2 separate regions of the Zea mays genome follow, and region 2 is linked to region 1. The links are chromatin contacts, called in public Hi-C maps. All regions are on one chromosome and are shown on one strand. The core of a region is the stretch at or near the end of the contact, and the rest is flanking DNA. Distances in the headings are between cores, read along the strand shown.

What was found. Hi-C and Micro-C count contacts between places; a contact is called where the count stands out from the background.
Region 2: a Hi-C map of leaf shows a contact between it and region 1, with 5 times the contacts expected there. The contact joins the promoter of LOC100286044 here to the promoter of LOC103649806 in region 1. A contact is called at or near these places in 2 of 25 Hi-C or Micro-C datasets (both in leaf).

What each region holds. Positions count from the first base shown.
Region 1 is chr3:20,456,742-20,460,406 of Zm-B73-REFERENCE-NAM-5.0, forward strand. It overlaps LOC103649806, which reads left to right and starts at 2,102. Exons shown (of 1, transcript XM_008675518.4): 1 at 2,102-3,109. The coding sequence starts at 2,280. The coding sequence ends at 2,696.
Region 2 is chr3:20,586,099-20,589,763 of Zm-B73-REFERENCE-NAM-5.0, forward strand. It overlaps LOC100286044 (16.9 kDa class I heat shock protein 1), which reads left to right and starts at 1,730. Exons shown (of 1, transcript NM_001320837.1): 1 at 1,730-2,479. The coding sequence starts at 1,813. The coding sequence ends at 2,271.

The DNA.
Region 1 (3,665 bases), core at 852-3,351:
AGTGCATCCCCATAACCACATTTTTTATCTCATCCACGTTGATCGTAGAGTCCAGATCTGATAACTCAAAAGGGCTATAGCCTAAGTTGTCCCAACGAACAGCATATTGTCTAGCACCCATCCTACCAAAAACTGTAGAGAAATGATTATGGGCCTCGAGCACTTTATCTCCCTGACTAGTGAGCAGTCTGCCGTCTCGAACCAGCGATCTAATAAAATTTTTTCTTCTTCTGTTATTTGCCATCAAGTGGAAAAATTTTGTGTTTGCATCACCCAGACGCATCCAGTCGAGTCTTGAATGTTGCTTAGCTCTTGCCTTTTGAACTGACACTAATCCGAGGATTTTCAATTTTAGGCTTCTCCTGAATTCTAGCTCATCACCAGAGAGCTGTCTCAATTCTTGTGCTCTCTCAAGGAAGGCAAGGACAGTCTGAATGATTGCTAGTTGCACTTTAAAATTGCCTACAGTCTTTCGACTCCAGATCTTTAGAGCTTTAGCCGTACGGGCCATTTTCACATGCAGCCGAAGAATGGCATCTGAGGAACTAACCCTAGACGACCACGCTTGCTGAACCACCTCATTGAACCCATCAATTTTTGTCCAAAAAGCCTCAAATCGAAAACCCCTATAGAAACCAAAATCCGAGCACCCTTGCATAACTAGAGGGCAATGATCCGAAGTCATGGTCCCAAAAGCTTGCAGATCGGCCTAAGGAAACGTATCATGCCACTCCGTAGTCGCCAAAAATCTGTCAATTCTAGACATCGTAGGGTCGTCTCGTTCGTTTGACCAAGTGAATAATTTACCATTGAGCTCAATCTCTAAAAGCTGAAGGTAGTCAATTGTGTGATTGAATTGTCTTATCACTCTTCTATTTATTGAACCTTTATTTTTCTCCCTTGCTCTCCTTATCATGTTAAAATCACCTAAGATCAACCATTCAGGCTTCATCATATGTCGAATATTGCGCAGCTCTGTTAAGAAAGTCATTTTCTCGTTCTCATGTTGAGGGCCATAAACTCCTGTAAGGTCCCACGCCACATCGCAAAGACGGGAACAAACCCTGACAGATAACGAAAATACAGATGGGTATGGAATCGTAACCATATCAAAAAAATCTGCATCACAAGCGATTAGAATCCCACCTGAGGCTCCAAGAGAAGGCAAATGAGTCGTCTGAGTTGCTAACTTACACCCGAGAGTTTCCTTTAATAAGTTACAATTCCAGCTCATTATCTTTGTTTCTTGAAGACAAACAATAGTTGCACCAGAAGATAGAATCAATTGTTTCACACTTTCCCTCTTAGCTGGGTCATTTAGACCCCTCACATTCCAAGACAGAATACAACAGTTGATATTCATTAATCAAAAACAGCTCCCCTACTTAAATAAATGTCACACATGAGGCACACAGGATAGGAAAGGAGGACAGGAACCAGCCAGCCTTCCACCGTCCATAACATACTTTCAGAAGCGAATAACCCGCGTCTTACAACAGAAAATAAGATAAACAGAGGCACAGATAATGCCAACCAAAGAAACCAACACCACTGCCCAGGCAACAACCTGCTACACCAAGCAGGCAACAAAAGATCATGGGCGACCCACAAGCAAGCACACCGGCAACATAACATGATGCACAAGAACTACCCACACCTCTCAGATTACAACTCAGCGCATCTCAGAAGCCTTGATGATAGGAGCCTGGAGGGGTGTCACCTTGCTGCCCTTCTTCTTGATCCCTTCATTTTTCTTCCCCTGATTTGCCAGCTCCATAATTGCCTCCATTTGTTCCTTGGTTAGAGGCCTAGAGAAATGCCTCGCAAGTTGCTCAACCAAATCCACCTGGTCATTAGAAAATGAAGCCTTTGAATTTTGAAAATGTGATGAAGCAGAATTATTTAACTTAGCAACTAGAATTTCTTGTGCCTTAACAATGGCATTTCTATTTCTCCCAATCTTCAATTTTTTCTTTGCAGCCAACCTAGCACTAGATCTCTTGCCAATAGAAGATGGGATCACACCCACCTCATAAACAGACTGCGCTGACCCTCCCTCAACCAAGAAATTTGGCACTAAGCTAGTAAGAAGACTAAAATCAAATATTGTTTACTCTCTTGATCAGATTACGAGATAAAAGTCGAACTCGATCCTCTGTACTTTACATATATATATAACAGCACGTCCACTGTCCACAGCACTGAGTGATCACTGATCAGACATCAGACTATCAGAGGGGCCAATTTGCTATTGGAGCCTCGGAGGGACGGGGAGAATAATGGCCGTAAAGCTCAACAAGCCGCCCAAGGCGAAGAGCCTGTGGATCCTCGTGCGGCGCCTCCTCCGCAGGAGTCGCAACCCGCCGCCGCCGGCCTCGGCCGCGCTGGAGGACGGCGAGGGGGAGAAGAGCGGCCTCCTCAGCCGAAGCTCCTTGGAGCAGCTGCTCGTGATGACGGACGACTGCGCCCCTGGCGACGATGGCGACGGCGACGGCGACGTCTGCCGGTGCGCCAAGAAGCCGCACGGCCAGCCGGTGGCCGTGCTGCTGCCGGCGCTGGCCCGGCCAGAGGCGTCCGCGGCTGCGGTGCCGTCGGCAGCAGGTGCCGCGCACCGGAGGTTCGTGTTCGGCGGGTTCCGGCGGCGGCTGCTCATTCGCAGGCCGTGGCGGCCTATGCTGGTCGCCATCCCGGAGTGACCGATCGATTAATCGCGTGTCCGGTGAGTTGGTGGCGTGAATTAGAGGCGCTGGGGGTATGATTCGGCATTCGAGTGCGTGAGTCAGTCCGATCAACTTCGAAGCAATTGGGGGTATGATTCGGCATTTTTCTGGGGTGCGCTTGTGATCTGTCTGTAACTTTGCGTGCTCGCTGGTTCTTCCCTGTTCCTTCCTAAGTCCTAATCCTAACTAGAAGGTTCCGTTCTTTTTTCTTTCTCACCATTGAACATACAAAGTTATTTGATCCGAAAAGGAATTTATAGCGGAGGATCGGAGTATGTTTCATGTTGGTGTAGTGAAACGCGGTCTGCAACGACCTCGGTCCCCGATACAGCAAACCCAATGTTGGTTGGTGTAGTGAAACGGTCTGCAGCTTCCCTGCCAATATTTCAGTTCAAATTTGTAAAATTTCTCAAACGGTGTGACTGAGCTTCTTTGCAGTATCTCTGGATAGCCGCGCCCAAGCTTATCGGTAAAGGCAAAGCTGCTTTGCTTTTACTTTTGCACTAGTTGCCAAATGTTCATTGAAACCGGGGTCACGTCTGTTTTGGATCTTCGCCATCCTATGTAGGAGTCACTATAGATTAAATGGGAAAAATATGTATAAGAGATAGAAGAGACAGTGAAAAAAATGAGAGAGAAAATAGAACAGGAAGAGTTTTGATTTAGATCTTCGGGGTTCATACTGAAGGGTTTGTCTCTGCATATTGTCCGCGAAGAGTTCATCTCTACTAATTGTCCCTCAACTGTACCATCCCATTATATAATAAAATTTCATCCCAATATATTAATTATATAGAGTCCGTTCTTAGGTCTATTGTGTTTAGAGCATTAGGTGGTACATGCCCTCACGCGGCTATTTGCCATGCTGGGCTATGCATTGGACTGAAGATTGACCCATCTATCCCATATAATCTTGAGGAATTGGGTTTTATATCCGAAACGGGC
Region 2 (3,665 bases), core at 480-2,979, 130 kb after region 1:
AAATTTAGGAAAGATATGTGTGGCGGTTTCTATTTTAAATGCTTTATTTCCTCCATAAATTTAGGATCGCTGAAACAGACATGCAACTAAAACTCGTAATGACCATTTTATGCTATATACTGATACTAAATATGCTACACTGTGTAGATAATTATGCAATTCGGTATACTGCGTAAAAATCTGCTACAGGTTGCATGCACACGAATTTATGATGGAAAGAATATGCAATGAAAGGAAATGAATTGCATGCATAGAAACAAAAAATCACATTTAATGTTTTATTTCCTTCTTAAATATAGGATCCCTCCAACAGCCATGCAACTAAACGCATTAGAAATAGTTTATGATGTATACTGAAACAAATTATACTACACGGTGTAGGTATTTATGCAATTCCTTACACTGCGTAAAAAATCTGGCATGTTGTTCACTGGTGGACGCATCTCCGGGTGGAGCGTAAAAACCTTAAGTTTTGAGCATAAAATCCCTCAATTATAAGCGTAAATACCGAGTCAATTAGAGGTTGATAGCTTTAGTAGGTTGTTATTACGATCCTATTTTTATGACAGATACGAAAAACATGGCAGCCACATGCATGCGGTTTCTATTTTTATACAGATCCAAAAATTATGGCAAAATCGTGGGAGTTTTCATTGCATGCGCGCAAATTAAGAACAGCATAAATCAAGGAATTGCCTTTCAAATGTGCATGCAGTAAACTGATATACGAACTCTGTGTTAAAGCATAAAAACATACAGTTTTTAGCGTAAATAATACATGTGGTAGGCATAAAACACAATAAACGAAATGAAAAATGCGCCGGATCATCGCTGCGCGCATCTCGCCCCTTCCGTGACGTCGCTCGCTCGAACATCGCGCCTCATGCGTCGCCGTCGCTACTCGCACGTCGACGGGCGTCGCTTGCTCGCCGGCCTTGGAAGTGCCGCCTCCTCGGGACTTCGGGGACGCCGCCGCTTGCCTGCACAAGGGTCTCGCTGCGGATCGAGGAACCTCCGCCACCGCGCGTCGAGGTAATGGAGTTGCGGCCACCGGCCTGGGAATCGCCGCCACCGCACAAGGGCGCTGCCGCCGCTCGCCCTCTGGATCGGGGGCCGCCACCGCCGGTCTGGAAACCGCCGCCACCGCATAAGGGCGTTGCCGCCGCCGCTCGCTTTCTGGATCGGGGGCCGCCACCGTCGGCCTGGGAACCGCCGCCACCGCCGACCTGGCAACCGTCGATAATGAATCGAGATGGGGCGTAAAAACTGATCCCTAGCACTACGGATTTTCTTTTATAGACGTCTGGACCTGGTCCGGCTCGACCGGATTGCACTGTCTGGCCTGGGCTTTGTCTGGCCTGGGCTTCTAATAACTAAAGGAAGCCCAGGGCTCCTAATATACAATCTATATATATATAGAGAGAGAGGAAGCTATCGCACTCACAAAATACAGTAGCAGTAGAAAGCTTCGAAAGATAAATCAGAATTGAAGAAAGGGAAAGAAAAAGCAATCGTGTGAATCGTCCAGCGCCTGGGAGATTTCTCTCGAAATGGGAGCGGGCCCTTCCTAGCTAGATCTAGAAGCAATAATTGTGGACAGCAGTGGAGATAGCTCGAGATGTCTCAGGAATTGGTTGTACTAGCTCATATGGATGGTCTGGTCCTATAAATACCCTGCCACGCGCAGGGCTGCAAGCCACCAAGGAAATTCACAAAGCGATACTAGCTAGTCCCTACCAAAGCATACTTCCTGAAACACTCTTGCAATCCACTGAGTTCTGTTTGTTGAGACGCATAGAGCTAGAGTCGACAATGTCGCTCGTGAGGCGCAGCAACGTGTTCGACCCCTTCTCGATGGATCTCTGGGACCCCTTCGACACCATGTTCCGCTCCATCGTCCCGTCGGCGACCTCCACCAACTCCGAGACTGCCGCCTTCGCCAGCGCCCGCATCGACTGGAAGGAGACGCCCGAGGCGCACGTGTTCAAGGCCGACCTCCCCGGCGTCAAGAAGGAAGAGGTCAAGGTCGAGGTCGAGGACGGCAACATGCTGGTCATCAGCGGCCAGCGCAGCAGGGAGAAGGAGGACAAGGACGACAAGTGGCACCGCGTCGAGCGCAGCAGCGGCCAGTTCGTCAGGCGCTTCCGCCTGCCGGAGAACACCAAGGTGGATCAGGTCAAGGCTGGCCTCGAGAACGGCGTGCTCACGGTCACCGTGCCCAAGGCGGAGGAGAAGAAGCCTGAGGTGAAGGCTATTGAGATCTCTGGTTGAGCATCCAATCCAATATGGACGATTGGACGTGGAAGGTTTCCTGTGTCTTCTACGATATAATAATTGGTCGCTGTCCTGTGTGGATGTTTCCTGTGTCTTCTACGATATATTAATGTACTTCTGTCTGTTTCGTTTCGTATGTACAATCTTCCGGGTATCGTTCATGTATCCCTTTGAATAATAACAAATAAAATCGGGTTTGTCACGGTAATCTGAATAACCTTTTATTAGCCAAAGTTTAACCAAAATTACGTATTGCACGTAAAAATTAAGCTAGTTTTTGGAGAGCCGGAGACAGACGAAAATTAATTAATTAGCTATTTTTTTGTTGAGAGTGGCTGACTAATTTGTATGAGCAGCTCGTTTGGGCCCAAACAAGTCCATGACGTCGGTGCGGAACTGGCCCGAATGCCCGCCCCACACTAGGCGGGCCTGTTGCCGCTGACTGCTGCTCAGACTTCATATTCATCGAGTTTACTCATTGATATTGCCTTGAGTTTTATCTCCATTAAATATCGTGTCACATAAAGTATGATGGTATGACATCGATTTAACAAAAAGAGATAAAGAGAATTTTATAGAATGTTAGAGACTAATTTTTAGTTACTATTTTATTCTATTTTAATATTTTAGATTGCTAAATCTACACTACTATATCTCTACTACTTATTAAGACTGCAATAGTATTCGGCCATTCCTTGTTCTGCCCATTCCGTGTTCTGCCTTTCCGATTCTCTCTTCCCCGCGCACAGTCCATTCCTATGTTGTGTGCCTTTCCGATTCCCTCCTTCCTGCGTGCCTTTCCGATTCCCTCCTTCTCGCGCACAGTCCATTCCTATGTTGTGTGCCTTTCCGATTCCCTCCTCCCCGCGCACAGTCCATTCCTATGTTGTGCATTCCCCTCCCTGTAAAGCCCATTCTCATTCCCCCGTACAGCCGACGCCTAGCTAAAATTAAAAAAACATACATGGCTCCAAGGGGATTTGAACCCACGACCTCTTAAACAAATAATAGCAATAGCTACCACTACACCACATATGTGTTTATGTCTATATCTATAACAGAAAATACATCTACTATATCTCTCCCAAGTCCACCTGCTACCTGTTGGGACTATGCTTCGTCACGCCGAAGGTCTGGAAGGAAGAAGCAGTTTCGGCTGAAGCTGCCCGCGTGCGATGACCGAAGCTTGCTCTTCATAAAGCTTCGGAATTATGAACCGACTTAAAGATAGAATGACCTTTTAGTCTATAAAGGTCTGAGTCAATGTTGTAAACTTTCATGAGGGGCATAATTGTAATTCTTCACAGGCTGTGTCCTGTGCCTATAAATAGTGAACAGTATTCCTTTACTGTTCACGAATTCTGGCAATCGTATCATTCAGGAATCAACCT